Regions from separate parts of the Mus musculus genome. Here all the other regions are linked to region 4. Evidence: chromatin contacts called from public Hi-C data. All regions are on one chromosome and are shown on one strand. Each heading gives the region's core, a stretch centred on a gene start, on an enhancer-like site or on the middle of the called end of the contact. The rest is flanking DNA. Distances are from core to core; before and after follow the strand shown. Region 1 has its middle 130 kb from the start of 5031426D15Rik. Region 2 has its middle 160 kb from the start of 5031426D15Rik. Region 3 has its middle 170 kb from the start of 5031426D15Rik. Region 4 has its middle 320 kb from the start of 5031426D15Rik.

What was found. Hi-C and Micro-C count contacts between places; a contact is called where the count stands out from the background.
Region 1: a Hi-C map of uterus shows a contact between it and region 4, with 2.5 times the contacts expected there. The contact joins two enhancer-like sites. A contact is called at or near these places in 3 of 484 Hi-C or Micro-C datasets (tail fibroblasts and uterus) and 1 of 115 datasets of contacts at active chromatin or transcription factors (heart atrium).
Region 2: a contact with region 4 is called in a Hi-C map of uterus. The contact joins two enhancer-like sites. A contact is called at or near these places in 4 of 39 promoter capture datasets (the 3T3-L1 cell line, 3T3-L1-derived adipocytes and hippocampal neurons), 7 of 484 Hi-C or Micro-C datasets (the HL-1 cell line, cerebral cortex, cortical neurons and 3 more) and 2 of 115 datasets of contacts at active chromatin or transcription factors (heart atrium and vascular smooth muscle cells).
Region 3: a contact with region 4 is called in a Hi-C map of uterus, with 2.5 times the contacts expected there. The contact joins two enhancer-like sites. A contact is called at or near these places in 4 of 484 Hi-C or Micro-C datasets (the HL-1 cell line, tail fibroblasts and uterus).

Annotation. Positions count from the first base shown.
Region 1 is chr2:7,059,231-7,064,274 of GRCm38.p6, forward strand. It overlaps a transcript of Celf2 not described here. Among named protein-coding and RNA genes, the nearest start is that of 5031426D15Rik, 130 kb to the left of the region's middle. Within about 2 kb of position 1,796, at least 25 of the 459 cell types and tissues checked have an H3K27ac peak or open chromatin away from gene starts, as enhancers often do. A contact at or near this core is called in uterus, where this site is marked.
Region 2 is chr2:7,082,645-7,087,968 of GRCm38.p6, forward strand. It overlaps a transcript of Celf2 not described here. Among named protein-coding and RNA genes, the nearest start is that of 5031426D15Rik, 160 kb to the left of the region's middle. Within about 2 kb of position 1,692, at least 5 of the 459 cell types and tissues checked have an H3K27ac peak or open chromatin away from gene starts, as enhancers often do. A contact at or near this core is called in uterus, where this site is marked.
Region 3 is chr2:7,100,092-7,104,750 of GRCm38.p6, forward strand. It overlaps a transcript of Celf2 not described here. Among named protein-coding and RNA genes, the nearest start is that of 5031426D15Rik, 170 kb to the left of the region's middle. Within about 2 kb of position 1,495, at least 3 of the 459 cell types and tissues checked have an H3K27ac peak or open chromatin away from gene starts, as enhancers often do. A contact at or near this core is called in uterus, where this site is marked.
Region 4 is chr2:7,244,739-7,249,439 of GRCm38.p6, forward strand. It overlaps a transcript of Celf2 not described here. Among named protein-coding and RNA genes, the nearest start is that of 5031426D15Rik, 320 kb to the left of the region's middle. Within about 2 kb of position 1,618, at least 20 of the 459 cell types and tissues checked have an H3K27ac peak or open chromatin away from gene starts, as enhancers often do. A contact at or near this core is called in uterus, where this site is marked.

The DNA of each region.
Region 1 (5,044 bases), core at 546-3,045, 190 kb before region 4:
ATCTCTTCTAGATCATTTTTAGAAGCTAGGATACAAGGATACATGGAGGATAGAAGTTACTGACGTCACAGATAAACTGTGTTACAGTTTACACCCGAAGGGTTCACCTCATAGGTTTATGTGATTAAAAGTGTGGTGTCCAGAGGGTGGAGCTATTGAAAGGTGACTGAACCACAAAGTCTCTAACTTTACTGGTGGGTTAACCCATTGTTAAATTACTGACTGAAGGCACAGAGAATGAGATTCTATCATTAAGTTTTAGAATGTCAAATATACTGGGTAAGAACACAGGATGTCTGCTTAAGTTAGAATTTTAGATAAACAACATTGTTTTAATTCAGGTATGCTTCTGGAAATGTTTGATGCAGATTTCCACTAAAGAATTATAATTATCTAGATCTCCTGTACTTTTATTTGACCAACTCGACAGTGTAGTCATAGAATGTCATATTTGAGAAGATGAGCCCTAGAAATGAGTATAAGTTGGTTTGCTGTCTACAGTGGCCACAATGGATGAATCACGGAGAGCTGCATACAACCCCCATGTTCTTTGATATAGATCATCAACCTAATGAACATAAATAATAATCATCTCCCCCCAGGACAGCCGGAGTTAGAAGAACAGATGCCTAGGAACAGCAATAATTTTTTCTTTTGAACCACCTATCCTTAATCATATGTAATTTATTTAGTGAAAGTAGAAGTTGTTTCATTTTAATACAAAATAAAGGGTCATCTTAACACATTAGAAGCTAACTCAATCTAGTTAGATTACCTGGCATCTCTTTGGCACTGACCCAATAACACTGAGTGCTACTGAAGAAGAGAGGTCATAGGATGTGTCCTGGCACATAGTAGTCACTTTGCTGTTATTCTTAAAATATCTATGTCTGAAAGAAGAGCCTTCCCAGGGATTCTTTGGAGAGTTTTATAAACATCATGTAATCAGAACTGAGGATCTGAGAGATGCCCTTGTCTAATTTTCTAATTTTGCAGGTAAGGAAACTGACCAAGGAGATGAATGGCTTACTCAAGTCTTCTTACTAAATGGTTTCACAGCCTGGAGTCCTCACTGCTCTCTGCTCTGATGCTGTCTGAGAGAGAAGGACACCACACTCTAGATCTCCAGAGAATGGAGAGTATGCATAGAAAGATGCCAGGCAAGTGCTAGGGATGTAGCTGCAGGGGTAGAATACTAGCCTAGCATGTGCAAGACCCTGGGTGTGATGTCCATAGCCTGAGATGCAGAAGGGTACCAGGTAACTTAAGTACACACACAAGTATTAGGCCATGATTATAGAAAAGGATGGGAGCACAGGCATTTTACTATTAGCATAGAATGTATTAAGCAACAACAACAACAACAACAAGAAGAGTAATGTCTTCCAACACATGCTGCTCAACTCACACAGAGGAATCCCGGGGGATGTTTCTAGAGCAAGTTCCAAGTGAACGCCCATTTCTAGTTGTGAAATAGCTCAAGGAGTATCCAAGAATTTTTGGAAAATAGTAAGATGCTGTGTGGATTAAAATCACAAATGCTTATTAAAACAGAATGTCCAAGGAGCCGAGACAAACAGAAAGGTCGCTGTTGAATAAATATTTCCATTAGGTGGCCCCAGTCAATGCCCATGCCCTGGTTTTTTCTTGAACAAAAAGAGGTGTAAGTGGATGTGGGAGAGTTAGCTTTTTATGAGAGTTAAAACCTTCAACTTACAACGCTTTGTTCTACACATGTTCTTATGTATTTTGGCAGCTTGGACGTGCTGGCACATCTCTGCACTGACCTCCTTTGGCTACAGCTTGCTCGCAGTCTGCTCAGCATTGCAGACTAAATATTTCTGACATTGCTTAAGGAGGCAGTTGCTTTAAGTGGGTTTACAATTTGCTTTTTTATTAAAGTTGGGATTCAACATTACTGATGTTAACACCGCAGTTGGAGATGGTGCACAGTTATGATCTGAGAGACATGTGAGATTCTGGACATGTGACATCGGAGATGTGCATCTAAGCATAGTACAATGGGGATTTCAAATGTACTGGAGTTTGTTCGATTTTAGTTTTTGCCCATGAGGTTTGGCTTAAGATATTAGGGTCTAGATATGCTTTAATTTTTAATTAAATTTTGGGACTGTTGTGGAATAAAATTAAGATGTAATAAAGACTATGAGGCAAACACAAAACTCTTGAAGGCTATTTGATGGGCAAATAAAAGAATAAAGAAGCAAACACAAATATTACAGACCATTGATAGCATTTCAAAGTGTGGCTCACTAACAGTACCAGAAAAGAAAGCAAAATGTTTTTGTTGGCTGGCTTTATATATAAAGATCTTATTTTAACTTTCATAACTGGAATTATCTGTGTAGTAGGACCAGATTCCAAATGAAATCTGATGGAGAAACCGACTTTTGTTCTTCAGGTGTGTCTCGCTTCTATTGGTCACACGGATAGTTAGATGTTCCTTTTCCAGCTTACTGTAATCGTTATCCATTTGTGGAAGGCCCTTAGCAAGCATGCGTCTGAGCAGTGTGCATTTGTGTGAACTCTCTGCATTGTTTTCCTTGACTACAACATGGGGATAATCATGGTGCTGTTAGAGGGATATCATGGGGATGGCATGAAATACCAGCTGCAACAGATTTTAGGATTGGTCTTGGTACACAAGTATTATTCAAGTGGAGGGTAAACCATATTTATTGAGGATTTTAAGGCTACATTATCAATCTTACCATGTCCAGCATATTTAGTTTCAGAGGTTTTAATGAATTAAGTCATTTTGATGTTATTTTTACCTGCATTTAGCATAACTTATCCACTTCATATTCTTGCTGATAAGGAAAAACATTTCACACACACACACACACACACACACACACCTCATAGCAAAGACATTTCTCCAGCCTCCACTTAAAAAGCATTGTGTGCCTATATGAGGTAATCTGAAAGGTTCCACCCAGTCTGGGCCCCAGTGTGATTCAGGACTCCCATATTTGAACCCCAGGCTTTGGTTTCCACTTCTGGTACAGCTCAGCTCCTATCTCTCCTTACTTAAGGCATCACATTGTGTTGGGGGCAGCTGTAACTTGTGATAAGAAGCAATTAAAATACTTTGAGACAGTGTTCAGATGGTGTATATTATGTAACATTTAGCTACAGATTCACCATAGAGTACTAGAGGTGCAAGACACAGACAGATACACACACACACACACACACACACACACACACACGGTTTTGTCAAGAATGTTGTAATTGTACTAGGCAGTGGTTCTACCATTATCTACACCCCAGCCCTGGATACACAGTTCACATCACCTATGCTACATCATGAACATTTCTGGTCATTACTGCCCCGTTCTCAAGAATCCACATAGACTAAGGGGCTCAGTAAAATAAGAATTAAGACGTGGCAGTTTCTGTGTATAACCCTGGCACTCAGGTGTCTGAGGCCTGCGGATATATGTGACTATAGAGTCCACAGCAAGAGAGCCTCCGAATCACCTCTACCCCTCCATGTAGCCCCTAAACTAGGACAACTGTAAATAGTTAAAACTTTCATTTTGGATTTATCTGTATGTAGCTGGGAATGGGAAGGGGACGAGACCACACACGCTTCACATGTGCAAATCCCAGAAGAGTACAGTTTTTTTTTTTTTTTTTTTTTTTTTTTTTAAGTAAGTAAATTCTTTGGAATGCATCAATACTGGGCAAGCTGTTAGGAAAGCCAGCCACTCTCCAATCAAAAGGAAGAGGAAAAATAAAATCTGTAATGAGCAAATAATCTAATTTCCTTCACTCCAAATGACTAGGTTTTTGAATTTATGTAAAATTTGTTTATGTTCTTCTGTGAGTTCTCATGTTTGTCTCCCTCCTCCCCTCCCCCGGCCTCGCTCTTCTCCCTTTCACCAAGTAAACAAAGCATCTAAAGCAGGGGAAATCAGTGAAAGCGTCTTTAAGGACGGATATTTAATTGCTTAGACAGACATCTTTTCCTCTGAGTTTTTTCACATTTGAAGAACAAGTTTGAACTCTTCCCTACCAAACACAAATAATTAATCTGTGGAATTTAATCCAGTGGAGTTTTGAGAGCATTTTATTTTGAGTAATAATAACACCAAATACCAATAATACTGGCAAAACAGCTTTGGCTATTGATTTAATCAGCAGGACTCATTGTTTGTGATTTTATAACTCCCTTCCTTTACCAAGGCGGGTCTTTATGCAAGCCTCTGATACAGGCAAGGAGAGACATGGCATTCACGTTTGTCCTGGGAAAAGAAGGAGCTAAATCCTGCAGGCTCCCCAAGTGCTGACATCCTTTCAAGGCTCCAGGGGCTTCAGGAGGGTTAGATCTGGTCCTGTCCTCAGGGCCTCACCTCTTTCCAGCTGGATTTTGAGGAAACTACCTTCAAGACAGGCAGCACTTAGAGGGTAGAGAGATGCCTGCCAGGACACCATAACCAGGGTGTTGTGAGAGAACGGAGAAGGAGGGGGCGATCCCATTGTTAGCAGTCCTGTGTGCCAGCTCCGGAAAACTTTCATTGGATTCCGTCAGCAACAGGAAGCCCCAGACACTTGGCAGCAGGGGAGGAGGGAGACCACACTCCTCTTTTCTGAAGTTCACCCAGCAGCAACTTCAGGAAGTGCTAGGGTTGGGAAGAAAGGTGGAAGCTTGCTTTGTAGCTGCTGCCAGAACTTTGTAGACGCTGCTGGAAAGGAACAATTGAGACAGGACAGAGAGCCCCCGGAAGGATTCCAACTCCCTGCTGATTCCATGCTCCAAGGAAAGGAACAGAAAGACCGTTAAACACCTGCGTGGCGAGGCGGAAGCACAGGTGACAAACCATGGCAAGTGGCGACTTTCCAGCCTGTCTGACACTATTTCCCTTTCATACCAATAACCAATGGTTTAACTCCTTCCTCAACCAAACACACACCTCAAACGACTACATGCACATTTAAGGATCTTCTCTACCCAAATGAATTGTGTGTAGATTCCCTCAGTCACCTCGTCACAGTCGTGGAGCCAGAAAGTCAACTG
Region 2 (5,324 bases), core at 442-2,941, 160 kb before region 4:
ACAACCTTGAAATCATCCGGTCCAGGCACTCAGGCTGTCAACGGTTTCGTTAGAGCCATGAGCCATGAATATCCTTCTTGTGTAACAATTTCCCTCTATTTCTTACTCTAATTTTAAAAAGAAAATTTCAGATCATTACCATACATGGAGAAACAGCTTGGACGAATCAAATTCTCCTGTGCACCAAGAGCAGACGGAGACCCTCACAGCGGCCTCTTCATTGGAAAGAAGTTTAGAGGCTGGAAAAAGCTTAGTCCTAGAGTTGCTGAGCTCTTGAGTAGTATAAGTGAGGTGCTGGGTTTGAATCCCCACAGCACTACCCAAGAGAAGAGGACTTCCTAGGTCACACTACCCAGCAAGAGGCATCCCTTAGGAGTACTAGATGTGATCCAGTGAGCGATCACAAGTGCCTTCTCCTGAAACCTGCAGGTGGTGGGGTGGGGTAGGGATTACACTTCCCCACGTGTTAGGTAGAACTCACCAAATATTAAAACAAAATAAAATGAGAGAGATGTGGGAGAGAGAGAGACAGAGAGAGACAGAGAGAGAGAGAGAGAGAGAGAGAGAGAGAGAGAGAGAGAGAGAGAGAGAGAGAGAGAGAGAGAATGAATCTATCTCAGCATCAGAGAGAGACATACTGAGTCTGCTTTTGGGAGCTGCTGCTCTTATTGTTAAACGTTCTTGTCACTCCATTTTAATTTCTCCTCTCCGTCCCTCTTCTCCGTGCTCCCCACCCCAGTTCTTAAAATAGTCAGTTAACCCTCAGTGTCCAGCTGCTTCCTTTCGCAGTCATAAATATCATCCTAATGGCTGTGAATGACACTCTTCAAAAGTGTGACTATCTTTATGCTAAAATTAAAAGACAATTTCATACCTTGTAAGAGAAAAAAAATCCACCGCCTCTCTGGGACTTCATGCTTCTATCTGGGCTGTTTGTGCCCTCCCAGTATGAAGCTGGGGCCATGTCATAATCATGTGTAAACATTTACATAACGCTTTTAATCCCCAAGTGCTTCATCCAGTGTGGCTAATAGCAGTAGCCTTCATATAGAGTTTACTTCCAAAAGGCTGCCAGCGCTCAGATAATTAATAAAGTGTTTCTCCCTTTAGAAAGTTAGCAAGAGAAAAACAAAAGATTATCATGAAATAGTTTCTGCAATTATAATGACATCATCCTTATCTCATTAGCCCACTGTACCACAGGGATCCAGGGCTGGGGAAGGGAGAGCAATGAGGCCTTAATATTTAGAGTTCAGGGTTAATGGGAGGAAAGGCGGGAGGAGGAGGGACCTGGCTTTGGGCCAAAGGACAAATAGATGAGCATGATTCTAAGTTGCAAAATAATTTATTTTGTTTTTTTCTTAGACAGGGTCTCACTGAAACCCTGTTTGTCCACACATACCTGTCCTCTAGTCCAGGCAATTCTCCTGCCTCAGCCTCCCAAGCACAAAGATTGCAGACCATCAGCCCACATGCCAAGAAAAATAGTCTTTTTGATCAGTGGGCTCTCCAAAACCTTTTAAAGGCAGGAAGTAGAATCTCTCTTTCAAACAGAACCTTGCATCCAGACCCAATAACTGGATAAAGCAAAAGTCTATCTCAAAGTAGAGAGCTGGGATGATTTCCTTGTGTGTTGGCACACACCCTCCTCGTAGTTAGGTTGTTTATGAGACCAGTAGAACTTTTCCCTTCCTGTTATAAATGAGGGCTCTGGGGCGTGAAGAAATGAAGCAACTGGCTCGATCCCTGGGCACTGTGCTTAGCAGTCATGCCTACAAGCCCACCTGGGCATTGGCAACCCCCTCCCTCTTACAGCATGACTGCACACAGGTAGAGAACACCTTCTTGAGGGTGAGGCTGGAGGCAGGATCAGGTCAGGGCCTCTCCCTGTTCCTCTCAAGCTGCTGGAGTGCAGAGTATCCTTGGACACCCACTTACTGGAATCATTTGTTTATAAATGATGCAGAACTGTGATGTACTAATTTTTTTGTTTTTAATTTTGAGATTCAAATATCTTACATGCAATGTATATTCATTCTGTAAACTGAGACAAATTTATCTTTTTTCTCTTTTCCCTCATGGTTCTGTTTCTGCTACACTGAATGCTCATACTGAATGCATCTGTTTTCTGTTCTGCTTTGGATTTTTGAGACAGAGTCCCTCTAAGTGGTACAGGCTGGCCTTGAACTCTCTGTGAGCCTCTTGCCTCAGTTCCCCAAGTCTTGGGACAAACCGGATCAATCTGCTAATTGTTAGGCCATTGGATTTTAAGTTTCCCATCAAGTATGAGTGTGCTTATGGCAGAGAAACAATACGTTGCTTTGTTCAGATTTGAGTCAGCTTATCTGGAACACAACAAGGGAACAGGAAACATCTTATTCTCAGAAGTAAAATGTTAAGTTCACCTTGAGAAGCTAATTTTTTCCCTCTGTATCACCGTGTGAATTGCTGTGAGGTATCATTTTAAGTTTTGTTTTGCTCAGTTTTGATAAAGTGACTCCTTCACATGGAAATTAATTATTGTGTGCATTGTTCAGTTTCAGACAGAGTCTGGCTCTGTAGCCCAGGCTGGCCTTGAACTCTGATTTTCTTTCGTGAACTCTGATTTTCTTTCGTATCTCGGCCTTCTGAATGCTGGGATTGCAGGCACAAGACACCGTTTTACTTTTTTGAATTCAAAAATAAAAATCTCTTGCTCTTTCATCTCCTCTTCTCAAGCATACATGTATGTCTATGCATATATGTATGTCTATGTCTACGTGTGTATATTTTTCTTTCTTTCTTTCTTTCTTCCTTCCTTTCTTTCTTTCTTTCTTTCTTTCTTTCTTTCTTTCTTTCTTTCTTTCTTTCTTTTTTTCTCTCTCTCTCTCTTCTCTCTTCTTTCTTTCTTTCTTTCTTTCTTTCTTTCTTCCTTTCTTTCTTTCTTTCTTTCTTTCTTTGTATGTCTCTGTATGGATGTATGCCATGTATGTCTCTCTCTGTGTATGTATATGTTTCTCTCTCCTTTCTCTCTGTATATATATGTCTCTCTATATATATGCCTGTGAGTATAAATCCTTGTATATCTCTTGTATATCTTGTATGCTTATTTATGTATGTGTGTAAGTTTGTGTTGTGTTTGTCTCTGTGTGTATGCTTCTCTCTGTCTCTGTCTCTGCCTCTCTATGTATGTGTGCTAGCGTAGAGGTCAGAGGTCAACATTAGGTAGTGTTACTCAGGTGCATATGCCTTGCTGAGACAGGGCCTCTCACAGATTTGGCTAGACTGACTGGATAGCAAGCCTTTTGGGTCTGGGATTAAAATGAGTATCATTATACCCAGGCTTTTATGTGGATTCCGGGGATCAAACTCAGTTTCTCGTACTTGAGGGACAAGCACCTTTCTGAATGAGCAATCTTTCCAGCCCTCACTTTAGAAGTCAGCTCTGAGATGGTGATGATTAAAATTAGAGTTTTTCTATATCATATATTCTGACTATAGCTTGCCTTCCCTCTACTTCTCCCAGTTCTTCCCCGCTTTCTCAGTTCTAAGTTTTTTTTTCCTGTGAAGAGAGTTCAGTGTAGAGAAGGCAAACTTCACTATTTCTGTCTGCTTCAAGAAAGCAACAAAGCCTTAGAGGGGTGGTGGCTCCATGGGCTCTGGGATGCTGGTTATGTGGGCAGCAGACAGACATGCAGAGTCCCAGTCAGGACATGGTCAGAAACTGGGACTCTGACTGCACAGGTCTCTCCTGAGAACCACGCTAAGAGGGGAAGTTAATGTCAGCCAGTAAGCAGAGAGTCTTGTTTCTGTGGCATCTTGGGTAGGTTTCCTGTGCCTGAACATGTATCGTTGGAGTCAAAGGCACAACACTGGAAACTCTCAGACACGTCAGAGGAGTAGGAAACACATGATGCACAAGGCAGACAGATAGAGAAAAGGATTCACCACCAACTGTAGTTAACCCAGCCTGCCAAGGCTTTAGGAAGGGACTCCTGGAGTCCCAGCAACGCTTTTCTCCTGTCAGCCAGTGTTCAGGTTTCTGGTAGTCAGGAAATTAGTTATTTTTATTTTTGTTGTGGGGTGTGTGAGTGGATTTCATATTCTCTAGGGCTGCAGAGATAAGAGAACAATTTCTAGTATTTGTCTCAGGTACGCTCCCTCTCTTGTTTGAAACAAGGCCACTCATTGGACTGAACGTTTAACAAGCAGACTAGGTTAGCTGGTCCTGAAGCGTCTGCCTGTCATCTTGCCTGTCGTCCATGCATGTGTTTGGGGGTTCAGGTAGGTTCTAGGATTGGGGTTCTGAACTGAGGCCTTCATGCTTAGGGGGCCAGGTGCTTTATAAGTGAGCTATCTTCCAGCCCAAGAATTTCTTTTAACTACAGAAAGAAAGAAATATTTTTTTTTGTCTTTTTGTTTTTTTTTTTCCTTTTCTGACTGTTTTTAAAAGAGTGTATGTGTGTGCCCGCCCATGCATGTGCGCACACATGTGTGTGTATTGACATTCCTAGTACATGCCTGTGAGGCATCTGTGTGCTGCAAGTAGAGGCCAAAGGAGACCATATCGTGTCTTTCTCTCTTGCTTTCCTCTCTATGGTCGTATGCAGGGTGTCTCACTGAATGGAAGCTCTCCACTTTGGATAGGTTGGCCAGAGAGTTCTCTGTGGTTGCATGGAGGCTCGCACAGGCTTTTACGTGACTGACGTGGACACAAACCGGGTTCTCCTGCTTGCACCCAGTCATTCTCCTAACACTGTTTTCTAATTTTTTTTTATCTATTTATTTATTTATTTATTTATTTATTTATTTATTTTGTTTTTTCATTTTAAAAAAACGTTCTTTTTCCATTTCTGATAAAATATAGTGTCTTCCTAGGACTCCGAGTTTCTTAAAAGTTTTCTTGTTTTGGTTTTGGAAAAGCTTGTTCCTCTCCTACTCGTTTCCGGTTCGCTACTTCCTGACCGAGACTGTGCAGGTCTGAGTGCCCTGGTCTTCCCCGACATCAGAGCTGCCAGATCTCACCTTCGCCTCAAATGGCTGAGTGCCTTCTCTGACGGATGTGGAATGACTAACTGGAAATGTGTTCTGCTCCTGGAAGAGAAGGCTTCCTGGGCTCGAGGATGTGTGAAAGTTTTTAAGTTGACAGATGGAAGGAGCTAAGAAACTTGCATGCTTTTCCTTGACCCTGGAACGTTCGAGGAAGCAGTACACGCTTTTTGTGGTACACAGCAGAACCCGGGACCGACCAGGGTCACCAGATAGAATATGGTATGCTTGGCTTATGCTATATTTCAGAGAAACAATGAATCATATTTTAATATAACGATGTCCCTAAACACTGT
Region 3 (4,659 bases), core at 245-2,744, 140 kb before region 4:
GAGATGAGAGAAAAACAATACCATGTTCAGTTTTCCTTTGTACAATGTAGGTCCTCGGAACTAACTCAGATTGTCACTCATTTGCAGCAAGCACCATACTGACTAACCCCTCTCGCTGGCTTCCCTTTTTGCTCCACTGTTTACCTGTGACTAGCCTTCTGCTAGCAACATATTACCATAAAGCATTTATAGTTTCATTAGAGAAAATGGAATGATTTTTTGGGGGTGGGGGTGCTATAAAAATGAGGCTCACAACTCACAGGTGCAAAACTCCTTTTCTTTTAACTTCAATAACTTTATACTCCTATCACCAAAGAGTCTCACAGAATTTTCCCTTAAGTCTAACAACACATGTCTCTGCTCCTTTTCCTAGGCTAGGCTCTGGGAACTTACAGTTTACTAAGATCTGTGGGCAGGAGGGTTACCCAGTGCTTGAGACAGCTGTTCATCTGTGTGTCTGCTTGGATACAGAAGGGGTAAAGCGCTGATTGCCTTATACTCTTGCCTATGTGGTTCCTCTAGGATGATTGTTTCCCTCCATAGGATCATGGCATCTGCCATCACATCATTCTGCCTTAGACTATGAAAGTGGAACTTGGCCTCACATTCCTTGTTCACTATTAGGTTTTAAATATGAACTATTCCCCAAAGGCTCATGTCTCAGAACATGTGGTTTCCGGTAGATGGCAGTGCTTTGGAGCGTTGTGGGATGTTTAGGAGGCGATCGATGCCTTGCTGGTAGAGCTGGGCCACTATGGGTGACACACTATGAGGTTTGATAACTGGCCCTACTTCCTGCTCGTTCTCCGCTTCCTGACTGGGCATGGTGTGACCAGCTGCCTTTCACTCTGTACTTTGCATGCCAGGATGGACTGAATTCCCTTGACCTCTGATATATCTTTCACTACTAAATTGCTTCTTGCCAGGTATTTTGCCAGGGCAATGAAACAAGGAACTAATACCCCAGCTCTCTGGCCAGTTGAATTCATCTGTAGTTCCGTTGTCCTTCTGAAAGTGATTAGTGGAATTCACCCATCTTGAATCTACTTGTGCTATCGGAAGTCATTCTTCTTTAAAAATAGATTTATTTTATTTTTAATTATGTATATGAAAGTGTACCTCTGTGTGTGGAAGTAAGAAAAAGACTTTAACTTCCTGGTGTTGGAGTTACAGGTGGTCACAAGCTACCTGGGTGCTAGAATCCAACTCTGGTTCTCTTAAAAGCAGCAAGAACTCTTAACCTCTGAACCAGCTGCATGAGGCAGGCTTTTGTCTTGTTTTTTGTAGAATTTAAACAGGAAACAAAGCCATAGACCTGTCAAGTAGGAATGATGTGTGATCCCAATGCCTTATAAGCAAAGAGCTCTGAGAAAAAGGAGACATAGTCCTGGCAGGAAGCATCAAATGGTTTTTTAGTTCCTTAGGGTTGAATGTATGATTACAGAGAGGTACGAGAAATCAGTTTCGAAACAGAGGCAGGCGGAACCAGATCATGGAGGACTACAAGATCATGTTTGGCACTTTGAGGGCTAGGGCCGATAACTAACCACTGAGGAATGTAAGCAGGGAGAAAACAAAGTTTAGCATGTTAGAAATAATTGTCCTAGTTGTAAGATGAGACACGGACAGCAAAGAAGTGGGTCTGGGGTAAGAAAACAAGTTAAAGAGTGTGCCACTGTCACCTGTAAGGGGTGAGGGAAGATCTTGATGCAGTTGTGTCGGGAAGAGAGGAAAGGCAGTTGAGCAAAAACGACTTGGGAAGGTAGAAAGATCCTGAATAATGCAGAGTGAGCGAGAGAGGCAGGTGTGAGATCTAGGTTCCTAGCTTGATCAACATACTATATACGGTACACTTCTTAAGTCAGGGAGCACAGGCTGAGAGGCCAGCTTTGGAGTGATGCTTATGGACTCAGTCTGGCAGTTGCTGAATTTGTAGTACCCAGAGACATCTTTGTAAAGGTGGCAGATGGGACAGCCATATACACAGAGCTTAGGATGGAGACCTGGGATGAACCTGCAGGATGAGCATCATTAGCATATCATTAGCATATGGAAGTACTATAGTGTAGAAGTAATTTGCCTGGTCTTGTTGCATGTGAAGTAAAAAGAAATGAAGGTTAAAAACATTTTACTGCAGAGCACTTACCACGGAAAGCAAAGAGAAGCCTATGAAGGAGACTGAAGAGAGAGCTTTGAACTGGCAATAATATGGAACTCAAGGAAAAAGCATACCCACAGAAGAAGTGTAGGCAGCTGGGCTGATCGACACTGAGGAAAAACAGAGTACAGAAGACCCAAGCTCACCATGGACATGTTGACCTTTGCTGGATCATTATCAGAAGAGCAAAGACAGCACGAGCCAGATGGCAGTTGATCACAGAGCTAAGGGGACACAGAGAACCATCCTTCGCCCAGTTGTGAACTGTTCTTTCTTATAGTTATTCTTTGACCCTCCAGCTGTGACGTGCTTCTTAGAATAAACTCATAATTTTAGGATAAAGTTCATCATGGCCTAGAAGGCCCCCCATCCTGACCCTTGTCTATCTGGAATTCCATAGCTCCCTGCTTCCTCCCTCCAATCTCTGAGGTCATGGGCATCTCCTTTCTATCTTGCAGACGTTAGAGGGTCATTCCTATGGCAGGGTCTTTGAAGCAGCCCCTTCCCTGAGTCTCCCTTCTTATGCTCCAAGTCTTAACTTAGAAATTGATTCACCTGAGAGCACATCCCTGAACAACTGGAGAAAGCAATGCCACGCAGACTCACTGTCGCTGTATGCATCCACCGTTTTACTAGTAACTGTAAGGAGGAGGGGACACCATTCCTCATGGTGGACAAGGTACAGTGGCTGGGAACGTCCCTGTCTGCTGTGGCAGGACATTGTAGCACAGCTTTTTACACATCAGGAAGCAGAGAGGAAAACCAGAGCAGGCTTGACTACAGCTTCAAAGGCCCGCTCTCAGTGAAGGGCCTCTACTAGCCAGGTCTCACCTCCTAAAGGCTCCTAAGCCAGAGCCAACGTATGGGGACCAGGTGTTTACACACATGAACCCTTGGAAGGACATTTTATTCTCAAATGGTAACACTTTCAAACTGTAAGCTTGAGATTGCATTTAATCTCAAACATGTAACATGCAATAGTTAGACATGTAAATTATTACAGGTAACACATGTCCTATTTTAGCTTCATTGTAGTGTCTTCCTGCTCTGTACATTTGTACATTCATTTATTTGTCTGTATGTATTGTACACTTTTCTTTTTCTCAGCTAATACAGAGATCTCGGATTCAGGGACCTTAGCTGTAGTTCCAGTACTGAAAAGAGTCCAAAGTAAATGCTCAACAAATATTTCCTGGGTGATTGAGTGTCAGGGATAATACTTAAAGAAAATCCTTCAAAACTTTTACCAGGGTGAGGCCTGGTGCTCAACAGAGTACCTGTCTAGGAAACATGAAGCCCTGAGTTTTGTCTCTAGCACTATAGGAAAATAATGTTGCCAAAGTTATCAGAAAGACCAGGTGTAAAGACACAATTCTGTATTGCTAATACTTTTAGAAACACCTCCCAGACAACACTAACACACTACCAATATGATATTAATGTGAATATAATCTGTAACTTAAAATAGACTAGGACATAGTTCTAATATAAAATCTATTCGAAGAACAACCAGAGGCATGCTCACTAAGCTCAACTTCAGCTTGCTGGTCAAGTCGCAAGACCTATATCTTCCTAGGAGCTTGGTGTTCACTAATGGAACATGCTAAGCGTTACATCAGAAGAATAAGCACATGTGCGCAAGGACTTTTCAATCTCATAATGAAATCAAACAGAATGAAAGGGATGGAGCTGAGGGGTAGGGCAGACAGCTGTCAGTTAAAGTGTTACTGCTGGAAAGGTTTCAGAGGAACCTACCTATTTTAGCTCTCAATACCTTTATCCATGTATTTTTGTTTTCTTTTGCTATGCATTCATGTATCAGTGCTCAAATGATAGGATCCTCAGAACACTATCTTCAGACATCTATAACTCAGTTCCTGCAACAGTCTTAAGGAGGTAGAATATAAAATTGTGTGTGTGTGTGTGTGTGTGTGTGCATGAGGATGCATGGGGGGAGGGGTGACTTTTTTTCTGATTTCTCAGTTTTCTAGAAATCATCACCATATTTATGTTTAAAGAGATGCCTCCTTCTATCTGTCTGTCTTTGTCAACTTACCTACCTATAGATCTATCTATCTATCTATCTATCTATCTATCTATCTATCTATCTATCTATCTATCTATCTATCCATCCATCCACACACACACACACACACACACACACACACACATATATATATATATATATATACATATATATAATCTGTCTGTCTGTCTATCTAACATCTATTATTTATCTATATCTAGATCCATAGATGATCTAGAAACAGCTAGACAGATCTATAGCTCTAAATGGATTAGGTACATAGATAGATAGACAGATAGATAGGTAGATAGGTTGGATAGATGGATAGATGATAGATGATAGAAAATTTACTTTTTTCCTGACAATTGACTCATGCTGTTACCCGAGAAAAGGCTATACAAGCATGTGTCAGGCTGTTTTGAATAGTCTGTGTTGTCTCCCATTCCAGTGTTTCCAGTGTAGCCATATAACCCTT
Region 4 (4,701 bases), core at 368-2,867:
ATCTAATAAAAAAAAAGAAAAATTATCATACACAGCAAAAAACCAAAAAAACAAAACCAACCAACCAAACAAACAACCCAACAAAAAAAGACTAAAGGGTGTCTTTCTCATAAAAACAAAAAAGAACTTCCCTGGCCATTCTCTGAAGGCAGGTTTCAAACTGTCAAAAATTTTACCAGGGTACGACTGTACTCCTGCCTCCTTTGTGACAACATGTCATCCAGGTGTCCTTTTGTTTGTGGACATGAAGAAAGCTCCACTCAGCTAGCTTCCCCAACCAGGTCCTTAAGCACACTTTGCCAGCTGTCTACATCATCCCACTATTAACCGTATAAGGGCTAAAATGCTCAGTTATTTCCCCAGCTCATTTCAGCGACTTGACTTTCTCTGAAAACTGCTCTGCTCTTCTAGGTGAGTCCTTACTGTAGTTACACGAAAAGGTTTACACTGGTAAATCTCAAAACCAAACTACTCATTTGTGTGATCTCTTTCTTAAAGTGCCCCCAACGTTAGGCGCATCATCCTCGTGGTGCTGAATGCTGGTGGCACTGCACAATCACCTAGAGGGTATCAGTGGTACCTGGACCCTTCCTATCCTGACTGGCAGTGAGTGTCTAGGGTCCAGGTACAAGCCAAGAGAAAGAACCTGTGGAATTTTCTAAGGCTTTCAATGGTGGATTAAGAGTTGGGGTGTGGTTTAGTTAGTGCTATGCTTGCCTGGGTTCCTTTCCCAGGACTGGGTATGGTAGTGTTCATCCTAACACTCTGGAGGCAGAGAATCAGAAGTTCAAGGCCACCCTTAGGTACAAAATAACTTAACTTTGAGGAGAGTCTGGGTGACATGAGACCTTATCTTACAAAACGAGACAAAATGCATAAAAATATAAAATCAGGCCTTGAACCATTTTGCTTTTCATTTTTGTACTCCGAATACCTTCAAGACTGTATTTAACTAGAATTCAGACCTTGGCAAATCTTTCTGTTTGCTTTTTACTCCTGTATGTAATCAGCAGGCATATTAACTCTGCTTGAAAATGCAGTACTTCTGTTTTGATTGGCTTTTGATATCCCTTATACATAGATTATAGCTTTCATTGTGACTTTCCACAACTCTCAGGGGAGTACTTCTTGTTGCTGGTCCTTGGTTCCCTCAACCACCAAGAATGAAGATAGGCAAATGACCATCAGAAAAGGATGTGTTGGGGACAGTACCACTTATCCATTATCTGGTAAGTTCCTCTAAGGGAGTTTTCTGTGCATTCTGAGCTGATAACTAGGCTCTTGTGATGCATAGACCCACTTCTTTGGATGTGGATCTCTGTTATGTTGCTTTGTTCCAGATGTGGAGCACAGCTGTTTCTCCAGTGTTCTATATAACACTCCCCCAAATGAAATCTTCATGAACAAACAAAGTCTTCCCACAGAATTAAGGAGGCATGATGGTTGTATTGCACATGAGGTTGCTTATTGACCTCTAGGTTTTGCAAATGTCTGTTGAGATTCTGTAACGAGGGAAGGGTGCTTCCCACTGGTCATTTCTCTCGGCACCCTAGCAGTATTTTTTTCTTCTGTATAAAGCCAGATGGTAACTATTGTAGATTCTGTAGGCCATGTGGTTTCTGTTAACCTACTGAACTTTGCCCTTGGATTGTGAAACCAGCCACAGATGATATGTAAACAGATTAATATGGCTATAGTCCAATAAAACTTTATTTGCAAAACTTGGCAGTGGGCCAAACACAGCCTTTGCTTCCAAAGCTGTTAATCTTGCTCTACATTCTTGTGTCTGATATCTGTAAGTCTTTTCTACTTACTTGTGGTTTTGTCTCTTTCCTTCAGCCTTCTTTTCTATCCTAATCATCACCAACAGCCACAAATCGCTTTTCTTCCTATGTAGTGTGAGCCTTTCATCTTTTTGAAGAACCGTGGCCTCAAAGTCAATGAAGCCACTGGTACCTCAACTTGTACCCAACTTATAGGATAATGTTTTAACCAACAGAATAGTTCTCTTACTATCAAGGATTCTGGAACACAGCATTTAGATGTGACTGCATTCTCTGCATTAGCAAGTTACATAAACAAACAACTCTGTAATCAGTTGGCTCAAGCTCTGATGCCTTTGGTATCAGGTTGGTAAGACTAAGGGGAACATGGAATGCTGGAGAAACTTGGGAAGCTATTGTATCTGAAGACAATGTCAATCTTTAAAAAGGAGAGTGTGGTCAATCAGCATAACAGATCCTTGGATACAAGTTATCCCAGTGACTTCCAGTGAGTGGAGCATTCTAGGATGACCTACACGTACTCTTTCTATACATTTTAAAGTAAGACCTAGTGACCACATGATTTTCTCATGGTTGGTAACTGACAGAGCATTTTAAAAATACTATAATGTTGCTACTATATGTCTTGGGGAACTTTTGATAAACCTAGTTTATGCCTTTAAGGAACTTAAAATCTAATACATATATGATACATGCATATCATATCTTAGTCAGGGTTTCTATTCCTGCACAAACATCATGACCAAGAAGCAAGTTGGGGAGGAAAGGGTTTATATTGGCTTACATTTCCATGCTGCTGTTCATCACCAAGGAAGTCAGGACTGGAACTCAAGCAGGTCAGGAAGCAGGAGCTGATGCAGAGGCCATGGAGGGATGTTCTTTATTGGCTTGCCTCCCCTGGCTTGCTCAGCCTGCTCTCTTATAGATCACAAGACTACCAGCTCAGCCATGGCACCACCCACAAGGGGCCTTTCCCCCTTGATCACTAATTGAGAAAATGCCTTACAGTTGGATCTCATGGAGGCATTTCCTCAGCTGAAGCTCCTTCTCTGTGATAACTCCAGCTGTGTGAAGTTGACACAAAACTAGCCAGTACAACGCCAAGATATTAATATGGTGATATGATGTTTTCAGATGAAATCCACGATAGACTTGACATGGTGGTGTATGTCTGCAATCCTAGCACTTAGGGACCAAGGCTGAAGACCAAGTTTATCCTAACCTACACAAGGAGTGTCAAGTCAACCTAATCCATGGGAGAATCCATCTCTAAATCAAAGTAAGTTAGAGCTGTGATAAGAATTGTTTGGGGTGCTTTGCAGGAACAAGTTTGGTGGAATCCAATGACATGAGCTGGGATTAGTTTCCTGAATTATATTCCGACACTCACACAAAAAGCAGAATTTCTTCAGATAGACTTTTGTATGAACCCCCACAGGCTGAAAGTCCAACTAGTACAAAGACCCAGAGGTAAAAGGAAAAAGACTTCTCTCAGAGGAAGGCAGGGGATATTGGGATTGTAATACAGAGGGACACATAAGAGTGGGTAGAGAAAGAGCATCATGGGAGGTTCCTGCTAGGACACTAGGAAGTCATCACTAGGTTTCAGGCAGTACCAAGTTTATACTTTCACAATATCCTTCAAGATGGATTATAGACAATAGATTGGAAAGAACGAGGACTGGTAGTCAGCATAGTTTGCAGAAATATCCTAGGAAGGAGAGAATGGGGCAGCACTGAGGCATGAGAGACATTCGGCATGGGTAAGCACTACCACAGAGATGAAAAGAGAAAGGGGGAAAGGCAAAGTAATGTCTAGGATCCTTTCCGAGCTTCATGTTCTCTCTCTAGCATAGAGAATTGGTGTCAATGAAGAAGTAACTATGGTGTTATGTGAGTGGACACTAATACACTTAGCCACACCCTTCATGATAAGGCTGCTACATCCTGGTTTTTCTTCTTTAGTTCCAGCCAAACATTGTGATTTGGTTCTCTCTCACTTCTTTTACAGTTTTCCCCTCTCCTACCTCTTCCTGTCTCTCTAACCTACATGTTCTATCTTCAGAGATGAAGACATGGTGGAGTGTCTGAGTTCTTAATTTTTTCCCCTAAGAAACACAAGGGCCTGGTACACATAGTGGTTAAAGTGAGGCATCTGCAGTCTATTGCCTAGGTTCAAAAGGCAGTTTAACCACTTAATCACTGTGGTAACTTTGACAAACTACTCAACCTGCCTGTGCCTGGCTTGCTTTAATTGGATATGTGTGTGTTTTTTTAAAGTCTTTGTTTAGTGTGTGTTTTAATGATTTAACTTCATTATATTTACAACAGTGTCCAGCATAGCCTGAGATCAGTTCACACTGTTGATTCTGAAACACATGTGAGCCTGATTTCTACCATCCCTCTATTCTGGGAACTCGTCATTTCAACAGCATCTCATCCTGTCACCATGGAGGTGCTCATTTTTAGAAAATGTAGTTACTAAAGATCTGAAAAAGAATTTATACATATGACCTGATGTCATAAAATCCATAAAGTTCTTCAGTCTATAAAGAGAAGTTTAGAGAGGATGAGTGTCTCTGTCTCTGTTCTCTCTGGAGGAAATGGACAACAGTCCTCTCTTCCTGAAGGGACAGTGGCTTGGCTGCCAGGAATACTGCCAGCATAGCTGTGTCACTAGAGAAGCCCACTTATTTATTCAACATACAAGCTCTTGTTTCCTGTAGACTCTGATATCTGGAAGAAGGCTTCATATTGCTCTTCTATCTCACACACTGAGCTATGTCAGAGAATTGTGAGACTTGCCAAAGACTAATATATAAACAATGGGAGTCATTTTTTAGAAAGGTTTTTCTACTTCTAATTGGTAGGTTCTAAATTTTATTTGTATTAGAACTTTGAATGAAAAGGCCAACAA